2 separate regions of the Macaca mulatta genome follow, and region 1 is linked to region 2. The links are chromatin contacts, called in public Hi-C maps. All regions are on one chromosome and are shown on one strand. Each heading gives the region's core, a stretch centred on a gene start, on an enhancer-like site or on the middle of the called end of the contact. The rest is flanking DNA. Distances are from core to core; before and after follow the strand shown. Region 1 overlaps XYLT1 (xylosyltransferase 1). Region 2 holds the start of XYLT1 (xylosyltransferase 1).

Region 1 (6,766 bases), core at 1,748-4,247, 200 kb after region 2:
TGAGCTGTTAGAAACTATGTTAGTGTTTCAGGCCAGGCTTGGTAGCTCACACTTGTAATCTCAGCACTTTAGGAAGCCAAGGATTGCCTGAGCCCAGGAGTTTGAGACCAGCCTGGGCAACATAGCAAGGTCCTGTCTCTACAAAAAATTAAAAAGCTGGGTATAGTGGTGAAAGCCTGTGTAGTCCCAGCTACTCGGGAGGCTGAGGCAGGAGGATCGCTTGGGCTCAGGAGGTTAAGGCTGCAGTGAGCCGTGATCACATCACTGTACTCCAGCCAGGGGAACAAAATGAGACCCTGTCTCAAAAATAAATAAATAAATAAATAGAAAAAGAAAAACGATGTTAGTGTTTCACTCAAATCTTTATAGGTAAAGGTTGAGGCCCAGTAGAAAAAGGGGGCAGAGGGGCCGGGTGCACTTTGGGAGGCTGAGACGGGCGGATCATGAGGTCAGGAGATCGAGACCATCCTGGCTAACATGGTGAAACCCTGTCTCTACTAAAAAGTACAAAAAACTAGCCGGGCGCAGTGGCGGGCGCCTGTAGTCCCAGCTACTCGGGAGGCTGAGGCAGGAGAATGGCGTAAACCCGGGAGGCGGAGCTTGCAGTGAGCTGAGATCTGGTCACTGCCCTCCAGCCTGGGCGACAGAGCGAGACTCCATCTCAAAAAAAAAAAAAGAAAGAAAGAAAAGAAAAGAAAAAGGGGGCAGAGGAGGCTGGCTATAGTTTGATCAAGGACCCACTCTTGACAGCAGGTCATTCTTCCTCCCTGAGGGTGATTCAGGACTTGAGTGGCCTGGGTTCCTCTCTCTATATAAAAATATTTATTGGCCGGGCACAGTGGCTCACGCCTGTAATCCCAGCACTTTGGGAGGCCAAGGTGAGTGGATCACCTGAGGTCAGGAGTTTGAGACCAGCCTGGCCAACATGGTGAAACCCTGTCTATACTAAAAATACAAAAATTAGTTGGACATCATGGTAGGCACCTGTAATCCTAGCTACTTGGAAAGCTGAGACAGGAGAATGGCTTGAACCCGGGAGGCAAAGGTTGCAGTGAGCCAAGATTGTGCCACTGCACTCCAGCCTGGGCGACAAAGAGCAAAACTCCATCTCAAAAAAAAAAAAAAAGTACTTGTCACTCAACTTCAATTTCTATCTATTCTGTGTGTGTGTGTATTGTGTATGGAAGTAAAATACAAATCTAAAGGCTTGGCATATAGCAAAACAGCCAACATAAAAGAATCCTGAACTTTTTTTTAAATTTATTTTTTAAGTCTTTTTTTTATGCTTAACATTTGTAGGTGCCCTTTATTACTTTGATTTCTTTTTTATTTATTTATGTATTTATTTATTTTTATTATGCTTTATGTTCTAGGGTACATGCGCACAACGTGCAGGTTTGTTACATATGTATACATGTGCCATGTTGGTGTGCTGCACCCATTAACTCGTCATTTACATTAGGTATATCTCCTAATCCTATCCCTCCCCCATTCCCCCACCCCACAGCAGGCCCCAGTGTGTGATGTTCCCCTTCCTGTGTCCAAGTGATCTCATTGTTCAATTCCCGCCTATGAGTGAGAACACACGGTGTTTGGTTTTCTGTTCTTGCGATAGTTTGCTGACAATGATGGTTTCCAGCTGCATCCGTGTCCCTACAAAGGACATGAACCCATCCTTTTTTATGGCTGCATAGTAAGAATCCTAAACTTTTAATTTTAATAATCAGTAGATATTTCTGATTGTGCCTATGTATTATGTCAGCAGTTTTCAAACTTGGTCTCAGGATTGCCTAATACTCTCAAATGTTATTGAGGATCCCCAGAGAGCTTTGGTTTAGGTAGGTTCTATCAAATGTTTTCTATACAGTAACTTTTAAACTAAGGCATTCTTAAAATGTTTATTAATTCACTTAAAAACAGTCATAGTACCTATTACTTGTGTATATAAAATATATCTATGAAAAATATGCATATTTTCCCCAACAAAAACACATTTAGGGAGAAGAGAGGCACCGTTTTACATTTTTCACAAATCTCTGTAACACCTGGCTTAATAGAAGACAGCTAGATTCTCACATTTGCTTCTGATTTCTGTTGCAGTATCACGTGTTATGTAGCCTCTGGAAAGCTCCACTGTATACTCATAAGAGAGTAAACAAGAAAGGAAAATAGCGTCTTTATATTATGGTGAAAATAGTTTGTCATTAAAGATCCCCTGAGAAGGCCTCAGGGACCCCCAACAGTTCCCAGACCACACTTTAAGAACCACTTTACTAAATCACCATCGCAAGCATTAATTCTATTTTAAGAAATTATACCTAATATTTATTAAGTTCTAGATATTAAACTAAGTGTTTTTACATGTGTTGATTTTAATTCTCATGACAGCCTGATTAGGTTGGGTACGCATTATTGTCCCCATTTTACAGGGAAGGAAACTGAGGCAGACAAAGTTAGGCACTGTGCCCCAGGTCATACAGTGAGCAAAGGGCGGGGTCCAGATTTCAACCCACTGTGCCTCAACACCCTGCCTCTCCAAAAAGACTCAGACCTGCTCATCAGGTGACAAGGCGCTAGCTTGAAATATCATCCTGCTGCCATTTGAGTGCTTAACATACCTCAAGCCTCTCACCCAATGTTGTTTTGTTAAATAGCATTCTATGTGTGTGACATATTAGTTAATCCCCACCTTACCTTTGCAAAGTAGGTCTCCTTACCCCCTTCTTTTGTAGGTGAGAAAAATGAGGCTCTGAGAGGTTAAATCTCTTGTCCTCCATCTCAGAGTTAAGAAGCAGAGACCAGATTCCAACTCAGCCCTATCAGTCTCCCTCCTTCCCATCTCAGCCTGTCCTGTGTTTTGCATCCCGTTAACATGATGCTACATTGCAAAGGGCTTTTTACTTAGGGTTCTGTTACAGCAGGGCCTGCCCGTGTCCAGCGTCGTCCACGGGTTTCTAAGTGCTGGCCAGCCCAGCCACCTTTTGTGCATGCAAATGAGCTGGGCAAGGGGCCTCTGTTAGGTCTATTTGCATTGGCAGCCTGGGTAATTGCATGTCCTAATTGGTACAGCCACGCACGCTGCGCTTCCACCATTTGCCTACCCTGGCACGGAGGTCTTTTTGGAAGCAGGTGCGGATCTCTCCCCGTTTGTCCCTCCCAGTGGCCTTGGTAGCCTTGGTGATTGGAACGAAGCCTCGGACACTGAGTTCAACAGCAAACAACTACCCAGCCAGCTGTGCGTGCACATGGCACAAAAGGAAGCCGTAAACTGGTCACGATGAGCGGGTGGGACGGACGCCCTCATGTCTGAGCAGTGCACCTGGCTGGGGTTTCCCTTTGGCCCTGTCCCTATTCCTAATCGCTGTGGAGAGGCAGGTGGGGTATTGAAAGGCATGACCTCTGGACCTAGGCAGCCTGGGCTCAAATCCTGGCTCCTCTGTTTCCTAGGTGTGTGGATTTAGTCACTTAACCTCCTTGTACCTTAATGTTCCAATCTGAAAAATGGGTAGAAAATATAGCATCTTCTTTATCAGCTCATCATGGAGATGAGTCAGTGCATGCAACAGGCTTGGAATGGAACCTAAGACATACATGTTTCTTAAGCACTTAGCACATGTCAGGCATTATCTTCTATGCTTGATCAATTCAGTCCCTGGGAGGCAAGTGCCATCTTCGGCTCCTTGGGATGGATGAGGAAACTGAGGCAAAGAGAGGAGAAATGTTCTGTCCCAGCTTGAAGAACCCCAGCAAATGAAAAAGGGAGGAGTCAAGCTCACTTCTTCCTGAATCCAGACCTCTGAATCTCAGTGTGCTACTATAGACGATGATGGAGGGATAGGGCTGGGAGGAGACGGGATATCCTTTGGCGCGTCCGTCTTTTCCTCAGTTCCTGGTCTCTTAAGGTCCATCGGACTGTTTTTTTAATGAGCTGAAGGGGCAGAATTTGTTCATTGCATACATTGATTAATGACTAACTCAGAATGGTTAGTAACACACATTCGGGACACATCATTTTACAGATAAGAAAATTGGACACCAGCTAATGCAATACTAGTACCCAGGTCTTCCCCATCCCTGCCTGGTGCTCTTTCTACATAAACAATAAGAGCAAAGGTTTATCTCTAAGTGGATAGTTTAAAAATCACAACAACCCACCCCCACCCCTCAGAAATGGGAGCAAGGAGCCAGGATTCAGTAGACTAAGTATAGATTCATCCTGAACCAAGAGAACCTGGGAAAAATGGAAACAGACCCACGTGTCTTTGCAATAGCAGCGTGGGTCAGGTAACCTGCCTCTCGGAGCCATATTGTTTAGCATATTTCTACCTGATTGAAATTGGCTCTAAACATGCCCAAGGTTGAATGGAAACGGAGGACGTTATTGCATTTAATTATTTCTCCAGAATAAAAATGGATTCTAGCAGCAGCTTAGAGGTAAGGCAACAGCAGAGCAATTAGAGTTTTGGAGCTTGCACGCAAACATTTGAATGTGCAATCATTGTAATAAGTACATTAAAATAAAGTAAGTCAAAGGGTTGCATTGGCATAAACAACTCAAGGTGAGAGAGTTGGATTGATTAAGAGTAGAGAAGATGACGCCAGTTGATCACAGTTGAGAAATAATAACCAATCTGTCCTCTAGGCGGAGACTGTCAGGGGAGAGAGAGTGTTAATTGGTAGAGATACCCAGTCTGGTTTGCTGCTCATTCTTCTTCCGGCTTTGTGTGGTGCACATGTTCTAGTAGTTTTACATACACTCTTCCTCATTGAATTACCCAAGAGGTGAGGCACTGTTTGTTGGTTTGTTTTGAGACAGAGTCTCGCTCTGTCACCCAGGCTGCAGTGCAGTGGCACGATCTCGGCTCACTACAGTCTTCGCCTCCTGGGTTCAAGCAATTCTCCTGCCTTAGCCTCCTGAGTAGCTGGGACTACAGGCGCCCACCACCACGCCCGGCTGATTTTTTGTATTTTTAGTAGAGGCGGGGTTTCACAGTGTTAGCCAGGATGGTCTCGATCTCCTGACCTCATGATCTGACCACCTCAGCCTCTCAAAGTGCTGGGATTACAGGCATGAGCCACCGTGCCTGGCCTGAGGTGAGTAGTATTATCATCTCCATGGATACCAAGGGGTTATCATCCCAGTGTTTTAAATGAGGAAAGAGAGACACAGAGAGTTTGAGTCACTTCATTACTAGCAGCATGGACTCGGTCAAGTCATTTAACCTCTCTCTGTGTTAGTCTCCTCCCCTTAAGGAGGACTAATACTGTCTGCTTCGAAGAGTTTTCGAGAAGATTCAAAGGACACAGATCATGGGCCGCTTTGGTGCTGGCCATATGATGGTTGTTTTCTATGGGTCTGCCTGGAGATCTCCCAAGATTGGTTTTGTAAAGGGAAGGGATCCTGGGTTTGGCTTTCTGGATCTTGAGTCTCCACAGAAAGGACAGAAAAGCCAAAATCTGTTTACCTCTTGGCAGTCAGATGAAGAGTTAGGGGGAACATGAAGTGATATGTCGCATCCATCCTTGGATGGCTGGATAAAGAAAATGTGGCATGTACATACAATGGATATTAGCCTTCAAAAAGAAGAACATCCTACAACATGCGGCAACATGGATGAACTCTGAGGACATTATGCTAACTGAAATAAACCAGTCACAGAAGGACAGATAGCACGTGTATTTATTCCGCTTCTATCAGCTATCGAAAATAGTCAGAATCCTGGAACTAGAGAGTGAAATGGTGGTTGCCAGGGGTTGGGGGATTGGGGAGGAGAATGGGGAGTTGCTGATGGACGGGCATAACGTCTCAATCATGCATGCACAATAAAGAAACCATAGAGATCTGCTGTGCAGTACTGTAGTCAACAATGTAGTAGTGCATGCAACAATATACAATTTGCTATATGTTGCATATAGTACTATATTGTTGACTATAGTTGCATAGTTAAATAAAGTGTTTAAATAGTAAATAAAAAAATGAGCTGGGCACGGTGGCTCACACCTGTAATCCCAGCACTTTTGGAGGCCAATGTGGGTGGATCACCTGAGGTCAGGAGTTTGAAACCAGCCTGGCCAATGTGGTGAAACTGCATCTCTACTAAACACACAAAAATTAGCCGGGCGTGGTGGCTGGTGCCTGTAATCCCAGCTACTCAGGAGGCTGAGGCAGGAGAATTGCTTGAACCCAGGAGGCGGAGGTTGCAGTGAGCCGAGATCACGCCATTGCACTCCAGTCTAGGTGACCAGAGTGAAACTCCATCTCAAAAAAAAAAGAAAAAAATGAATTGGAGGGGGGAAGTTAGAACTCCAGCAGTCACTATAGAAAATGGCAGTGACTCCGAGGGACAGGAATTCTCAGGCCTCCAGTTCTCGCTGACTGCGCCTCTCTCTGACTTTTCTGGAAGCGATCTAATATCTGTGAGCTCTTTATTCCAGAAGACAAAATATTTTCCTTCCCTCTTATACTAGAATCTTTTTATTTCCCGTGGCTGCTGAGTAGCATCCGGGGCCAAGCAGAAGTTCACAGGGCCACCACAAGCTAATCATCGCCATTGTAGTGGCCTCTCTTGAATAGATGGCGGGTATTAATCATGAGTCTCTTTAGAATCAGTGATGGTGCCTCTTCCTGGTTTACACATTAGCCAGAGGAACTGGCCATTCTCTGATTGTCAGAATAGCATCATTGACCATTGGGGGTGGAGGGAGATGATCGCAGTGTTTTCTCTCTGGTTTTGCTAGGCGAAGTTCAGCCAGTGATGGAGAACAG
Region 2 (6,108 bases), core at 1,322-3,821:
GCGTGCAGTGGCTGATGCCTGTAATCCCAGCACTTTGGGAGGCTGAGGCAGGCAGATTGCTTGAGGTCAGGAGTTTGAGATCACCCTGGCCAACATGGTGAAACCTCGCCTCTATTAAAAACACAAAAATTAGCTGGGTGTGGTGGCACGTGCCTGTAATCCCAGCTACTCAGGAGGCTGAGGCATGAGAATCACTTGAACCCAAGAGGCAGAGGTTGAAGTGAGCGGAGATCACACCATTGCACTCCAGCCTGGGCAATGGAGTGAGACTGTGTCCAAAAAAAAAAAAAAAAAAAAAAAAAGGCTTAGTAATAGATGTTATCACTTGTAAACAAAATATCCCCAACTGATAAACAGATGACTGGTGGCCCTAGAAACTTGCCTCTGGTCTTTTGCTCCTGGTTAGGGGTGCTGGACCCAAAGGGAAGGCCTGTATGCCTGGCTACATGCCTGGCTAAGCTTTAGGTATAACTAAGGCTGACTGGTTTGGAGTTCAGAACCCCCACTAGCAGAAATTTTATACTTCCCTTGTTCAGGCAAGTGGGTTGGTTAATTACGTGGGTTCAGAAAGCATTTTCTTGGTGCTTACTCCCGTCTTGCCCTCATGAACCCTTAGCATTTTTGCACATCTCTATAGCAATGCTTATCTCACTATATATTTATTTATTTATTTATATATATATATATATATTTTTTTTTTTTTTAGATGGAGTCTTGCTCTGTCACCCAGGCTGGAGTGCAGTGGTGCGATCTCAGCTCACTGTAGCCTCTGCTTCCCAGATTCAAGTGATTCTCCTGCCTCAACCTCCCAAGTAGCTGGGATCAGGGTGTGTGTCACCACACCCAGCTAATTTTTGTACTTTTAGTAGAGACGGGTTTTCGCCATGTTGGCAAGGCTGATCTCCAACTTCTGACCTCAGGTGATCCTCCTGTCTCGGCCTCCCGAAGTGCTGGGATTACAGGCATGAGCCACGGTGGCTAGGCCTATCTCACTATATTTTATTAACATCTACATCAGGGTTCTCTAGACCTCAAGCTTGCTGAAGATGAGATTAAACCTCATTCACCTTTGGATGCCTGCACCTGGCCCAGTGTCTGACACAAGCTTTGTATACACGGGTGCTTGTGGAATGGATGAAACAATCTCTTTCCACTCCCTGCCTCATTGTCTGATGAGCCTTCATTATACTCCACTTTCTTTCCCTTTGTAAATTAGGATGAGGTGAAAAAGCACAGCAGACAAGATGCTAAGTATTCACGCCAAGTCCTCGATTCACAAACTGAGGATTTGATCTGCTGTTGTATTCCCAGAGTGCTAGGTCCCGTATGGGACACCCGCTCCATCCCATATGCTCACTGTTCTGCGCTGCTGTGTATAAAGCCCTGGGCAAGAGGACAAGGGAGGGAAAAACTGGAAAGACTGAGTCAGAGAAGGCTCGGGATGAAATTTGAGTCCATTGGGATCCTTCTGCCTAAACCCCCATCCACAGAGGAGAAAGCCTGGGGCCAGGGAGGAGTCCTCCTCCTCCTGGCTCAAGGTCACTGGGACAGACCAGTCTGGATGGGAAATAATTTCCCTTTCAAAAGCAAGACCTGTTTCCCCAGGACCTGGGCCCTGTGCAGACAGGAAGGCGGAGTTCAGTATGGATGGGGAAAAGGACATGCTGGGAGGCTCTGGGGCCATTTTTGGGGGCTTGCATCTTGCGAAGGTTGAGTAACTCCACGGGTCTCCCTTTTGCCGCTAAACCACTTGCCAACCGGGTTTGGAGTCTTTTGGCTTGTGAGTCCTCAGGGACCAGAGAAGTGACTCAGTGAACGCTTAGTACATCGTTGGCACCGGGGATTGTGTGTGATTCAAGAGTCACTCACGGAGCTTGTGCTGATTAACTCCAGAAACTCACCCAAAGCCTCCTCCCCACCCCTTCAAGCCCAGGATGAAGGGATCAGACTTTGGCTCTGACACTCCTGAAATGTTTCTCACGTGTCCACCTGCCAACCGGTCTGGTATCGACAGAAGATCCCTGGACCACGAACTCCGGGGCCAGGAGCTTCCTCTACGCACTGCCTCCTGCCATCGGCCCACATGGAAAACAGGACCTCGGGACCCCCTCTCTTCCTGACCTCCCCTAGATTCTGAGCGGGCCCACCCTCAACCAAAGCTCCCCTGTTTTGCTGCCGCGCCTCTCTTCTTCCGCCTTGGGAATTGTCCCCCTCGCCCCCCATCCTACTCCCACTTCGTCCTGAGGGGTGTCTGTCTTCTCTGATCGCCCCCACCCCCTTCCTATCCCTCCTCCTTTTCCTCTCTCGGCTCCGCCCCCAGGCCCCGCCCTCTCCGCCCCGGCCCGCGTTTCCCCGGCCCCTTCCCCATCACCCTCCCCTCCAGCGGGGACAGGGGTGTGGGGAGGGGGCGCCGCGCGGGCTAGGCGCCTGCCCCTCCCTGCGCGCCCAGTCTCCGAGCGCGTGCCCGGCGCCCCCCTCCGCGGCCTCCCCGCTCCCGCCTCCCCGCCTTCTCCTCCTCCTGGTGACGTCCGGGTCCCTGCCCGTCTGAAAACTCCGCGCCGCGGCGGTGGAGGCGGCGGCGGCGGCGGCGGCGGCAGCAGCGGCGGCGGCGGAGGAGGAGCAGCGGCGAGCCGAGGCGGCGGCGGCGGCCGGAGCGGGAGCCCGAGCGGCAGTCGGCGGCCGCGGGAGCCGCGGGGAGCGCGGGGGCGGACCGGAGCGCGCCGGGGTCCCCGCGCCCCGCTCGCCCGCCGCGCTCCGAAGATGGTGGCGGCGCCGTGCGCCCGGAGGCTGGCCCGGCGCTCGCACTCGGCGCTGCTCGCGGCGCTCACGGTGCTGCTGCTGCAGACGCTGGTCGTGTGGAATTTCAGCAGCCTCGACTCCGGGGCCGGGGAGCGCCGCGGGGGCGCAGCGGCCGGCGGCGGAGAGCAGCCTCCCCCGGCCCCGGCCCCGCGCCGGGAGCGCCGGGACCTGCCCGCCGAGCCGGCTGCAGCCCGAGGAGGAGGAGGAGGAGGCGGCGGCGGCGGAGGAGGAGGACGGGGGCCCCTGGCGCGGGCGCGGGGAGGCGGCCCCGGAGAACCCCGGGCACAGCAGCTGGCCAGCCGGGGGGCACTGCCCGCCCGGGGTATGGTAAGATGCCCTTTCGGCTCGCGCCCCGCGGCGAGGGAGGGTAGAAGGCAGCCCGACCCCGCGCCCCCCTAGCCCTTGAACCCGGTCATCAGACTGGGACTCTGCAAGCCTACCGACTCCACATCGCCTCTTGCCCGGGGCTGTCGGGTGGGGTCCCTGCCAAGGCTCAGGGGTCGTGGGCTGCCCCTTTCAGAGTCTGAACACGGACCCTTTGGGGTCTGGGGGAAGTTATTTCCAGTGGGGGCGCTTTGGGGGTTACCGGAGCCTGGCTGGGTTCCTGTTCCCCAACACTCTTGCTGGGGACCCCAGCTGACTTGCTCCGTGCGTGTGGGTCTTGGTGCCTCGCTCCCTTGTCTGAGTGAGTGGATCGCGCCGGATCCTCAGCCGCTGATCCTGGGCGGTTGTCGCAGCAGCATCTCTTTGGTTTTTGCCGAGCTGGATGCAGACAGATGAGCCCTCTGTTCGTCCTGGCCTGCGACGAGGGCTGAGCTGGGCGTCCCAAGTCCCTGACCATGCCCCTGAATCAATACTCAGTCCGGGGTGTCTGGTCTTACTTTGGGTGTTCTGTTTCTCCTCTCTGGATGTTTGAGCCTTCCGTGTTCACCTTCTCTGTCTCTAACCTTGCCGTCTTCCGTGCCCTCTCTGACTTTATCTCCTCCCCATCTCCAGTTTCAGGGCATGGCTCCTTCTCCTAGCTGGTTGTCTCTGTCTCTCTGTCTTGTTGCGGCCGGTTCGGGTCACCAGCTGTGTGTCCGACCACACCGTCAGGGCTTCTACTCCTATGGGATTACTTTGCCCTCCGTGGGTGTGAACAGTCAGGGCTCTGAAACTGTTTCTTCCGCAGATCTGGGGCCGTCTGGGTGGCTGGGTGGGGAACTGAGTTGTCTTCCTACCCTGTCCCCAACTTCTCCAGGGATACCTTTCCCACCTTCTCTGGGCTGCCTTGCCCAGCCTGCTGAACTAGGAGCACCTGGGGCGGGAGGCCGGAGTCCTCAGTTCAGAGCCAAGGTCTTAGTTTCCCAGGGGCGTGAGTTCTGCCTTAGGGCATAGCCAATATGTTGTGTGTCTGTCTCTTTATTCGGCACACTACTTGTCTGCAAGGGTTTGCCTAGCTGCTAAAGGGTATTAGACACCAGGGGGGATGGTTTCAGGATCCTGAGGACTGAATGCATAGCTCTATCATTTGTCACTTTGGAAGTCCTCACTGAAGACTGCCTTCGTACACAGCGTGATGCTTTGTGAGCTGCTAAACTTCTTCGGAGTCTGTGCGACCCTCTCTGCCGGAGTGCAGCTCTTCCTGCCTGCGAGCTGAGGCAGTCCCAAGACGTGAAGTGATGGCATTTCATGTTGCCGTGTGGGTAGCGGGGAGAAGTATTTCCCTCGTTTGCGGGGAGGATAGTGGCCAGAGCTGCCTGATGGAGAACCAGAACATTCCTAGTGTCCTGTGATCTCTTCCTTACAGAGAGGGGTACTCTGAAACACTGCCTTTGAACTCCTGGAGTTGATAGGGATGGGTTCTGGCTGAAATGCAGTTAGAAGATCTTTGTGCATCCAGAGCCCAGGAGGTGCGGTGGGAGGGTTGTGGGGCATGTCCTGCTGGTCCAGTGTAGGAAGGTGTAGGGGAGATGTGGTGGGGGAAGCCTGGGGCTTTGCATCTGGGATTCAGAGTCGGTTCAGGAGGTACCTTTAGGATGCATACAGCACCTGTTGAAACAAATGAAGAAAAGGAAGGAGGCAAGGCTAGCTGATTTCTTCATAAGGTCCCGGCATTGTGAGCATCCATCCCCAGCCTGTCTGTGTGTTCGGCTCAGTGTTTTACTCTCTCACACCCAGCTCAGCCTCTGAGAGATCTGCGGTTGGGGAGGTAGGTGGGAACACACTATTTTCCTTTTTACTTCCTTTTGGAATTTCAGTTCCAGCAGCGGAGTTGCTTTGCTTTTCTGAAACTCCGTTTCCAACTGCAAGTTCAGTTACTCTCCCCAAACCTGCATGTCCTAGTGTCGATTTCTTTACCTTCCAAGGTAGACATTTATGTATTTTTTTTTTTCTTTTGGTTCTCTTCTCTTCTTGGTAGCTGTCTACCATGCTGTTGACTGTTGTCTTTCGGGGATTTGTATTTTATTTCATTTGCTTGTCTCTCTCCTTTCTTTCCTCTCCCCCTACACCTACTGCATAGCCTGCTAAATCCTGAAATCACAGTACAGACAGGCTGGCTGGATGGAGCCTGGGGTCTGTCCTACTCTGTCTGTACCCACCCAGTTCTTGCCCTTCCATGGAGCTCCAGGAGACCAGAAGGGGGCAGGCTGTTCCTGAAGTCTGGTATAGCTGGAGCTTGGGTTGCAGGCAAGGAGAGGACCAGGCCTTTTTACAAGCAATAGAGGCCCTTGAAATGTGCAGTTTGTTTCCAAACCCTGCTGGGGCTGCCAGGATGATGCTTTGGAGGGAGATTCAGGAGTGGGACATTTAAAGAAACAAATCCCCGTGATTTTCCAGATGGCTCTTTTAGAGAGATGCTTAGACACATGCTTAGAAGAAGATGCTTTCTCTCAGTGCTCTGTTGCAGGCAGATATGGGGTGGGTAGACAGTCTTGGCTCTTGCACGTGGGGGGAACCTGTGTCCTGGGTTGCTGGTGGGTGTGTTGCAGAGAGTGTCAGGCGGGCATTGTGTAGAGGGCATTTCCTAAGCCAGATCTTCCTGCTTCCTGATGCCCACAGCCTCAGAGCATTTGTCCTTTTTATGTTTGGGGAGCTGTGCTTCGGTGGAAGGCCCTGATTGTATTTTTGGTGCACTTAAGAAGCCAAGAGGAAACACCCCGTTTCTCAAGTAGAAAGAGGCAGAGGGCATGTCCATAGAAGATTTGCAAGCTCTCCTTTTCCTCTCAGCCTCTTTCAAAGCTCTTAAATATTAGAATTATTGGGTGGATTGCAGCTGTTTTGTGGCTGTGACTCTGATTCCTTCACTGGGTCTCCAGTAAACTGTGG

What was found. Hi-C and Micro-C count contacts between places; a contact is called where the count stands out from the background.
Region 1: a Hi-C map of fetal cortex germinal zone shows a contact between it and region 2, with 2.7 times the contacts expected there. The contact joins the enhancer-like site here to the promoter of XYLT1 in region 2. A contact is called at or near these places in 3 of 14 Hi-C or Micro-C datasets (blood, cortical neurons and fetal cortex germinal zone).

The regions. Positions count from the first base shown.
Region 1 is chr20:18,156,429-18,163,194 of T2T-MMU8v2.0, forward strand. The region is part of intron 2 of XYLT1 (xylosyltransferase 1); the gene reads left to right. Among named protein-coding and RNA genes, the nearest start is that of XYLT1, 210 kb to the left of the region's middle. Within about 2 kb of position 2,998, at least 3 of the 40 cell types and tissues checked have an H3K27ac peak or open chromatin away from gene starts, as enhancers often do. A contact at or near this core is called in fetal cortex germinal zone, where this site is marked.
Region 2 is chr20:17,951,897-17,958,004 of T2T-MMU8v2.0, forward strand. XYLT1 (xylosyltransferase 1) reads left to right here and starts at 2,572. Exons shown (of 12, transcript XM_015125707.3): 1 at 2,572-3,126. The coding sequence starts at 2,761.